2 separate regions of the Oryctolagus cuniculus genome follow, and region 1 is linked to region 2. The links are chromatin contacts, called in public Hi-C maps. All regions are on one chromosome and are shown on one strand. Each heading gives the region's core, a stretch centred on a gene start, on an enhancer-like site or on the middle of the called end of the contact. The rest is flanking DNA. Distances are from core to core; before and after follow the strand shown. Region 1 overlaps JAZF1 (JAZF zinc finger 1). Region 2 overlaps JAZF1 (JAZF zinc finger 1).

Evidence for each region. Hi-C and Micro-C count contacts between places; a contact is called where the count stands out from the background.
Region 1: a contact with region 2 is called in a Hi-C map of embryonic fibroblasts, with 2.7 times the contacts expected there. The contact joins two enhancer-like sites. A contact is called at or near these places in 3 of 6 Hi-C or Micro-C datasets (embryonic fibroblasts, skin fibroblasts and an unstated tissue).

What each region holds. Positions count from the first base shown.
Region 1 is chr16:19,568,214-19,572,448 of mOryCun1.1, reverse strand. All of the region lies in intron 3 of JAZF1 (JAZF zinc finger 1), which reads left to right. Among named protein-coding and RNA genes, the nearest start is that of JAZF1, 180 kb to the left of the region's middle. Within about 2 kb of position 2,413, at least 1 of the 8 cell types and tissues checked has an H3K27ac peak or open chromatin away from gene starts, as enhancers often do.
Region 2 is chr16:19,419,568-19,423,914 of mOryCun1.1, reverse strand. All of the region lies in intron 5 of JAZF1 (JAZF zinc finger 1), which reads left to right. Among named protein-coding and RNA genes, the nearest start is that of TAX1BP1, 100 kb to the right of the region's middle. Within about 2 kb of position 3,059, at least 1 of the 8 cell types and tissues checked has an H3K27ac peak or open chromatin away from gene starts, as enhancers often do.

The DNA.
Region 1 (4,235 bases), core at 1,164-3,663, 150 kb before region 2:
CTGTTACATTCACATACACACTCACATATACTCACACATTTACTCACATACTGTCAGTCACAACACATTCTCACACACATTCACACACATGCACACACCCTCATACAGTCACACACACATACGCTCTGTTATACTCACACATTCACTCATACACCGTTACACACATAGTCACACATTCACAATCAGACTCATGCACACACCCTCACATACAGTCACATTCACCCTCACACAGTTACACATGCTCACATATACTCACACACTCATGCACATAGTCATGCATTCACACACACTCATGCACACACCCAGTCACACACTCACACTCACACACTCAGCCTCTGCTGTTGATAGGTCTGAGGGGTAGAGCGCTGAGCATCTGCCAAGCTCCCAGAATACCCCCTGCCAGCCCAGGGCCACGCCTTCCTACAGCTGCTCTGAGCACAGATTAGGGTTTTTTTTTTTATTTTTTGACAGGCAGAGTGGACAGTGAGAGAGAGAGACAGAGAGAAAGGTCTTCCTTTGCCGTTGGTTCACCCTCCAATGGCCGCCGCGGCCGGCGCGCTGCAGCCAGTGCACCGTGCTGATCCGATGGCAGGAGCCAGGTAGTTATCCTGGTCTCCCATGGGGTGCAGGGCCCAAGTACTTGGGCCATCCTCCACTGCACTCCCTGGCCACAGCAGAGAGCTGGCCTGGAAGAGGGGCAACCGGGACAGAATCTGGCGCCCCAAAGGGACTAGAACCCAGTGTGCCGGCGCCGCAAGGCGGAGGATTAGCCTACTGAGCTGCGGCGCCGGCTGATTAGGGTTTTGTATGGTGGGGTGGGTAGGTCGCCATGCCCCTGCCACTCTCTCCTAATAACAGAGAACTTTTTCAGAGGCCACAGTTTCCTGTTTACTTTTGCTCCAGAAAGCCCACCAACATTAACTGTATCACCACCCAAAGGTATTCCAACTTCTGACGCCCACTTTTATTAGCTCTGTCCCAGCTCCATTTGTGTTGCTGCTCAGTGGCTGGTGTCCCGGCACCAGTCGTGAAAACCGAAGGCACTGGGCTTTGTCCTAACCCGCCTCCCCTTGCAGGAAAGGGCACTTGGCGGAAGGGGAACGTTCTCCCCCAGGCACTCCTAGCGCAGTGTCTCTTTGGGCGGCTACGAGAAGCTTGGGTTGTTAACCATGGTATTTTCACAGCTGTGGATCGAGCTCTGGAGCCGGTGCAGCAAGCAGCCATGGGTTTGTTTTCTGGCCGAGGGCGGCCACTGCTTGCTTTGGGAAAAAAGGATCTGGCGCCTGTTTCTAAGAAAGTGCACTGTAACCTGTAGTGCAAGGTGACAGCAGGCTGCCGTTCCTGCGGCCACACCCTCACTGGCCTCGCAGTGGACACGCGATGGGTGACTCAGGCTACAAAAATTCATGAGTGCCAACCAAACTAGAGTCGCGGACCAAAGGGCAGGTTGCGTCAGCCCTGGTCTCTCTGTGGCTGGCAGTCGGGTCGGATTAAAGACCTGTGCATTCTCTGCCTCCTCGGAGTCACTGCCACCCCAGCTGTCTAGCGTATGGCACGTGCTGTCTGGTCTGAGCCGACCAGGCCACGGTAGTTCTGGGATCAGCAGCTCCAGCTGGGAACTCGTTAGATGCATTGTCTCGGGCCCTTCCCCAGAGCGTCGGGCTCCGGCGCTGCAGGTGACTCCGATGCACGCCCATGTTTACCAAGTTCTTCCACGCCCTGCTAGGGCCTGAGCCACGCTGAAGCACCACCCCTCCCCACACACACCTTCTTTCCCCAAACACAAGAGAGTCTGCTGCTTGTTCAATTGATGCTGGATGCGTGAGGAACCACGGGCTTGTCCTAGCGCAGCGCTCGCAGCTTGGCTGCACATTAGGACCACCTGGGGGCAGCGCAGGTGCCTCACTTCACAGCCCTCTCATCCCAGTTAATGCAAAATGGCCCTGGACTGTGCTGAGACGTAACTACTTTATAAAGCAGCCCAGGGTGAGGTGCGCTGGCCTTGGGAGAGCGAACACGGGGCAGGAGGTGCAGGCACCCTCGGGAGGCCCACGTTCCCCAGGCTGGGGCTGGCGCTGGGGCTGGCGGAGGGCGGAGGTGACAGAGAGGAAGTCCCCAAAGTGCTTTCCTCAAAGCTCTACTCCAAGGAAGACCAAAGGCAGGTTAACATGCGGGCTCTGCGTGGGTCCACAGGGGATTTCCAGAGAAACGGAGCATCTCGGGACAGGCCGCTTTGTTCTCATGTGCACGAGATGCACCCTCGGCCTGCATCCCAGGCCTGGGGCCCCCTCCGAGGGGGCTGCCGGGCTCTGGTGACCCCTCGGAAACACCCTCCTAGTTCTGTCCTGGGCCCCGTGGAGCCCCCTGGGCGCCCCCTTCCTCCCTGGAATCCCCTCAGGGGGAGCACAGGGGGAGCTCTGGATGCAGCCCCTGCCCCTCGCGGGCCATCCTGTCAGCCACAGCTTTTCTTCCCCACAACGTCGGTCCTTAGCTTCCCCCTGTGCTTCAACTAAGAGGGTTTTGGTTTTGTTTTTTTAAAGAAGAAAAGGGAATGTTTCCATAATAAATAATTCCTTATTCGTGAGTCTGTCCATGTCTGATTCAGAAGGTCAGGTGGGGAGATTTAATGTGAAATATTAGCTGTCTTTGCCAATTGCTGCGCCCTGTTACCATGCCATAAGCCAGGAATAGAAGTGACCTGTTTGCAGTGACAGATCAAAATTTAGTGCCGTGCTGATGGTCCAGAATGAAGATTTTTTGACACAGTAAATGAAATACGTACCCGTGCATTTCTGGTTGGGATTTAGCTGACCAAGTAGTTCAGTTATAATTATATTATTTTTACTCCTGGAGATCATTACTCTGGATGAAAAATGCCTCAGCATTCAGACTGTTAAGATGTGGATGGCGAACATTATTTAAAACAAAATTATTTTTTTTCTGGACTATGAAATGGCTTTATGGGCATGTAGAAGCTAGAATATGGTTGTTAGCATTTAAAATTAAATAAAAACATGGAAAGTAATTTTTTTTTGTTTCAAAAATAAGCCCTACCGTCCGTCATTGTAGGCTGCCTCCTGTGATCCATCTCCTGTCCCTTAAGCCCCTTATAATGCAGTGAGGAGCCCCGTCTTGCAGCTACGTAGTCAACATAAATCTGAGGATCTGAATTTTATAAAAGGGCATTGAGGGAGGGCTGTGGGGTTGGTTTATCATGTTTTTATGAGGAGGCAATGCTTTGGGGATTGAAACTTTTTTTTTTTTTAAAGATTCACTTATTTGAAAGTCAGGTTAGAAGGGGAGAGAGAGGGATCTTCATCTGCTGGTTCACTCCCCAGATGGCTGCAGGGGCCAGGGCTGGCCCAGACTGAAGCCAGGAGCCCAGAGCTGCTTCGGGGTCTCCCACGTGGATGAGGGGGCCCAAGCACTTGAATATCTGCTGCTGCTTTTCCCAGGCCATTATCAGGGAGCTGGATCAGAAGTGGCGCAGCAGACTTGAACTGGCATCCATATGGGATGGATGCCAGCGCTGTAGGCAGAAGCTTTACTTGCTACGTGACAGCACCGGCCCCTGAAATATCTTAAAAGTAGTTGTAAGTCTGATCTGACCTCTGGATCACTGCATGTGGTCTTTTTTTTTTTTTTTTTTTTGGTCAACATCTCCCTGGGCTCTGATTACCCAGGTGTTAGAAGGACTTCAAATGTGCTGTCAACCGCGGGTTTGAAAGGCTGTGTGTTAACAAGGCACAGAGGTGCTGCCACCAGCCGCAACACCTGACCGTGTTTGCCTTACGGCAGCTTCCTCCCCGCCCTCTGTACTGCAGCACCTGCGGTGTCTGGTGCTGCAAGAAGACACCTTTCACAGAGAACATGTGTAAGATTTAAGGTGGTCTCCCTCTGACCACTGCCTTTTTTGTGATATGATGTCTTCCTTCTCTACAATGCATTTTAAAACCCAGAAGTTTAAACCTAGACTTCCTGGGGAGTCATTGTTCTAAATCTGAAAGGTGAGTTTTAAGGAGACTGTAATCAGAGTTAACCTGTGTTTATGAAAAGGAGAAATCCCTAGGTGATTACCTTTCTTCCAGCTCTCCAAAGACCTTTCCTCTAAACTCCGCAGGTCTCTTCTCCGTTGACTTGATTAATGAATATTTTACCCACTAAAATTGGCCATTAATTCTTTCCTTGGGTTGCAGCAATTATTGCATCTTTCAAGTAAGATCTAATTAGCATAA
Region 2 (4,347 bases), core at 1,810-4,309:
CAAGTACAACTATCTTCAAATGTTGCTGTTACATAAATCCCACCCATTCACAATATAATAGCATATACATGACTCTCGAATTTTCAGTCTTTCACGGCATGTTAACAAGGAGGTGGAGTTTTCTCCTTTGGAGAAATTACTTCTTTGAAAGACAGGCAGTGACAGAAAATCTTCCAGCTGCTGGTTCACTCCCCAATGGCTCGGGCCGGATCAGACCAATGCCAGGACCCTTGGTCCCCATCCAGGTCTCCCACATGGGTGGCAGGAACCCAAGTACTTGAACCATCATCTGCTGCCTCCCCAGGTGCACGCTAGCAGGAAGTCAGAGTGGAGCGGAGCCGGGACTCAGGACTCTGACACTAGAGGTGGCGTCCTAATTGCTGTGCCACCCCTTTGCTCCTCTTCCACACAGGGAAATGCTTTCTATCACTTGTGTTCCCCAAAGTTGTGCAGAAATTAGTATTTGTGGGCTCCGGATGTTGAGTGGGGGGTGCAGAACAAGAGCTCCCCCTCCCGCCCTCCTTGTCTGTCCATCTCCTGGCCTGGAGCGCAGCATGCTCACTGGACTCACAGGGTGGTCTAGACAGGAGCTGGGCTCATCTTTGCTCCTGAGTGATACCTCCCTTGACGCCCTCTCTCCTCCTGCCGCAGAGGCCACTGTTTGGCAAGCTCTGCTGGGGAGCCTGGGCTGTGTGGTCAGGCCTGCCTCCCTGTGGGCTGGGGTGTGCCCCCGGGCCCCTGCAGCGGGCCTGGAGGGCCCAGGCTCCAGGCGGGTGTAGGAAGCAGAGCCCAAGTCCTTGCCCCCATGCGTGAGAATTATTAACACACGTAGTAAGCGATGGATACTTACTTCAGCCTCGCCCTTTTTCCTTGTTTATGTTTGTTTTATAGAGCAAGCTGTCACTGTATACACATATAGCATTTATTATGTTCACACACACATGTTCTCAGGACCATGGCTTACAACTTTATTGGCTGAAGTGCAGGATCAAAAAGTTGGGAGACCTGGGCTGGCATTTGGCAAAACAGTTCTGCCACCGCTTGTGATACCTACATCCCGTCACAGAGTGCCTGGGTTCGAGTCTCGGCTCCTCCATGCTGCATCCCAGCTTCCTGCTAATGCGCCCTGGGAGGCAGCAGATGATGGCCTGGGTACTTGGGCCCCGGCACCCACGTGGGAGATCTAGATGGAGTTTCTGGCTCCTGACATGTGCCTAGCCCCGCTCTGGCTGTTGCAAACATTTGGGGAGTGAACCAGTAGGTGGAAAAATATCTCTCTCTCTTTCTCTCCCCACCACCTTCCCCCTTTCTCCTCTCTCCTCTTCCCCCAACGTTCCTCCCCTTCCCCCTCCCCCTCCCTCCTCCCCCTCCCCCCTCCCTCTTCTCCCCACCTTTGGAAGACAGGAGGAAATGAACGAGGCAGAGAGGGTAGCCTGCAATTTCTGTCACTCCGGGTGCACCTGCCTCTCAGGTTGGCTCTTTCTCAGGCTCCAAGCAGTTTGGCAGGAGCCTGAGAGCAGGCGTCTCTCTGGCCACAGACGCAGTCCACGGAGCACCAGGGGCAAGCGTTGCCGGTGGGGCCGTGGAGGGACGCGGTGTCCCAGAGCGAGTCCTAGGAGCCACCGCAGCCTCTCTGGGCCTGCGAGGGCCCTCTGGCTGCTGGAGGGGATTCAACCCCTGAGCACCCTGGCAGTTGTCCTTGTTGAAAGGGCAGCCTTTGGGGTTCAGTGTACAGGCCTCACAGGGGGGCCTCACAGGGGGTCCTCACAGGGGGGTCTCACAGGGGGTCCTCACAGGGGCCTCACAGGGGTCTCACAGGGGTCCTCACAGGGGACCTCACAGGGGGTCCTCACAGGGGTCTCACAGGGGGTCCTCACAGGGGTCTCACAGGGGTCTCACAGGGGGTCCTCACAGGGGGTCCTCACGGGCCTCACAGGGGGTCCTCACAGGAGGCCTCACAGGGCTCTCACAGGGGTCTCACAGGGGGTCCTCACAGGGGGTCCTCACAGGGGCCTCACAGGGGTCTCATAGGGGGCCTCACAGGGGTCTCACGGGGGGGGGGGGGGGGGGGCCTCACAGTGGGTCCCTCCTGTGTGTCAAGCAAGGGTTTCCCATTCCTTCAGAACTACCCGATTTTTTATTTGGTTTTCTCTCTTGTTGTTACTACAGTGTTATTACTGGTTTTAGTCTTCCCCGCCTTCCAGTTCTTGGGCACTCACCACAGGCAGCCCGCCTGTGCCAGGCATTCCACACACACGATTCTAGTCTCCAAAGCGCTCTGGCCACACGTAGATTCGCACCCATTTGAGGGAAGAGAAAAGAAAAGCTGAGGAGCCGGGCTGTCTCCTAATGAGAACCGAGATGTGGCCCAGGGCTGTGGCGCCTTCTCATTGCTAACACAGGAGGGCAGGCCTGAGTGCCGTGCGTGGGAGACGCTGAGTGCCACCTAGGGTCTCGGGGTGCACTGTGACAGGGCGGGGGTGCCTGCCTGGGCTCAGAACGGGGCTGCGTTGTGCCTTTGTCCCCAGGCGTGGATGAGGTTCTGTGGTCGCTGCTGCCTGTCTGGGGCTGGACGCCATGTGGTTTCCAGCATCCACCCGAGGGCCTGTTCCTTTTGATCCGCGGGTTTTGAAGTTTTATCTTCTGCTGAGCTTCGTTAAGCCCTCAGTCGGCCTGAAGATCCCAGCCCCCTGCGCTGGAGACGCTGTGTGCCTCTTGGCTTCAGGTTCACAAATTGGCCCAATTAGATGGGTAAATGAGCCACTCTAGCTTTCTGGAGCCCTGGTGAAGAGCTTTGCAAAATAAAATAGCACTTCTAGTTTTCTAGCAAGCAGTCTGCAGGAGAGCAGCATGTGGCGTCTGTTGCAAAGTGCGCGGCTCGAGCCACGCCCAGCTTGAAAGCAGACTTTGAGACCTCCCCGCCGACAGACAGGGCGGGGGACCCACGGCCCCGGGCCCTGCCCCCAAGGCCGGGCTGCACGAGCGTTCCCAGGCTGGCACTGGCGTTTTGGGGGAGCTGTAGCCAAGAACGGCGGGGTGTACCAGCAGCCACGTACAGATGATTTTATTCTGCACTGCCCGAGAGCGCCTGACAAGCGGGCTCAGCACAGCCGGCCGGCGTGGGAAGCAGTGGGGAGGCAGCAACTCCCAGGTGAGGGCAGCTTGGGACAGGCGGTGTCCCCCGGGGACTGAGGACACACACGCGCTCGAACCCCCCACCGGGGCTGTTTCCTGTGTGTATAAAAGTGACAGTAATCCGCACCTCATAGGGTTTCGCCAGGGAGGATTAAATGAGATAATTCGTGTAACGTGCTTGAAACATAATAGGCACTCAATAAACTCACGGGCCCTTCCTTCCTCCCCGGAGCCTTTCAACTCGGCCTCCCGCGCAGGCAGCCCTCTCGCCGGCTCAGCTGGCTCTTCAAACAATCTTATTAATGCCCATTAAGCTGAAACCCAATAAAAGTGCCAATAGTCGGTGTTGAAATAATTGATGTCGCCGACCGCGCCCGGGGAGCACCCAGGCAGCCCCCCACCCCCCACCCCCGGCCGGCCAGCCTCACACCTGGGGGATGAATTTCACAACTGTAATTGCTGCCATATAATTCTTATTAATGTTGTGCTATAATTCCTATTTATTCCACGGGGCTTGTAAATGCATTAGGACTTGTCAACATATTATCGTACGCCGTTTATGATCTGTGGAATTATGTCCTCTAGGGCCGCATTGTGCAGAAGGCTCAGGATCGATGCTTCGGGCCTCGTTAAGGGAGCGCCGGGAGGGGCTGCCAGCCGCCCCCGCCCCGGCCCTTGCCCCAAACTCAAGTCCACAGTGCAGATTTTCAGTTCAGTTCTCAGCATGGCCCTCGATCTTCCGGAATAGGAGAGAACACCTTCCCCACCCCCACCACCAGCCCCCTACCCCGGCTGCACCCTGTAACTGTGAGGGAAGCAAGCGTGGGGGCTCGGGCCAGGGCCGAGTGTGTAGCCGCGGCTCGGCCGCCCAGGAGCCAGAGCTGCACTCACTTTCTGCGCCCGGCACTTCCGCCCTTCGCTCCCGAGCGAGCCCAGGAACCTCCTTGCAGCTGCAAATTGCTTCCGGGTCTTCCCAGATCAAATTTATTTTCTAAAAAATGCATTCCCGCTGGAACCACCTACTACGTGCAAAACACACTGCCTTCCCGGAGCTGCTGTCACGTGCTAGGACGCTGAGCTGTGGCCTGGGTCTGGATTCCACCCACCAGCATGGCAGGCAGTGCCTGCGCAGGGCGAGAGGAGGCGCCGCCATGGCCACCAGTGCTCACTGGCGTTGCGGCAGAGCCTGCTCCAAGCCTCTGCCCAGCTGGC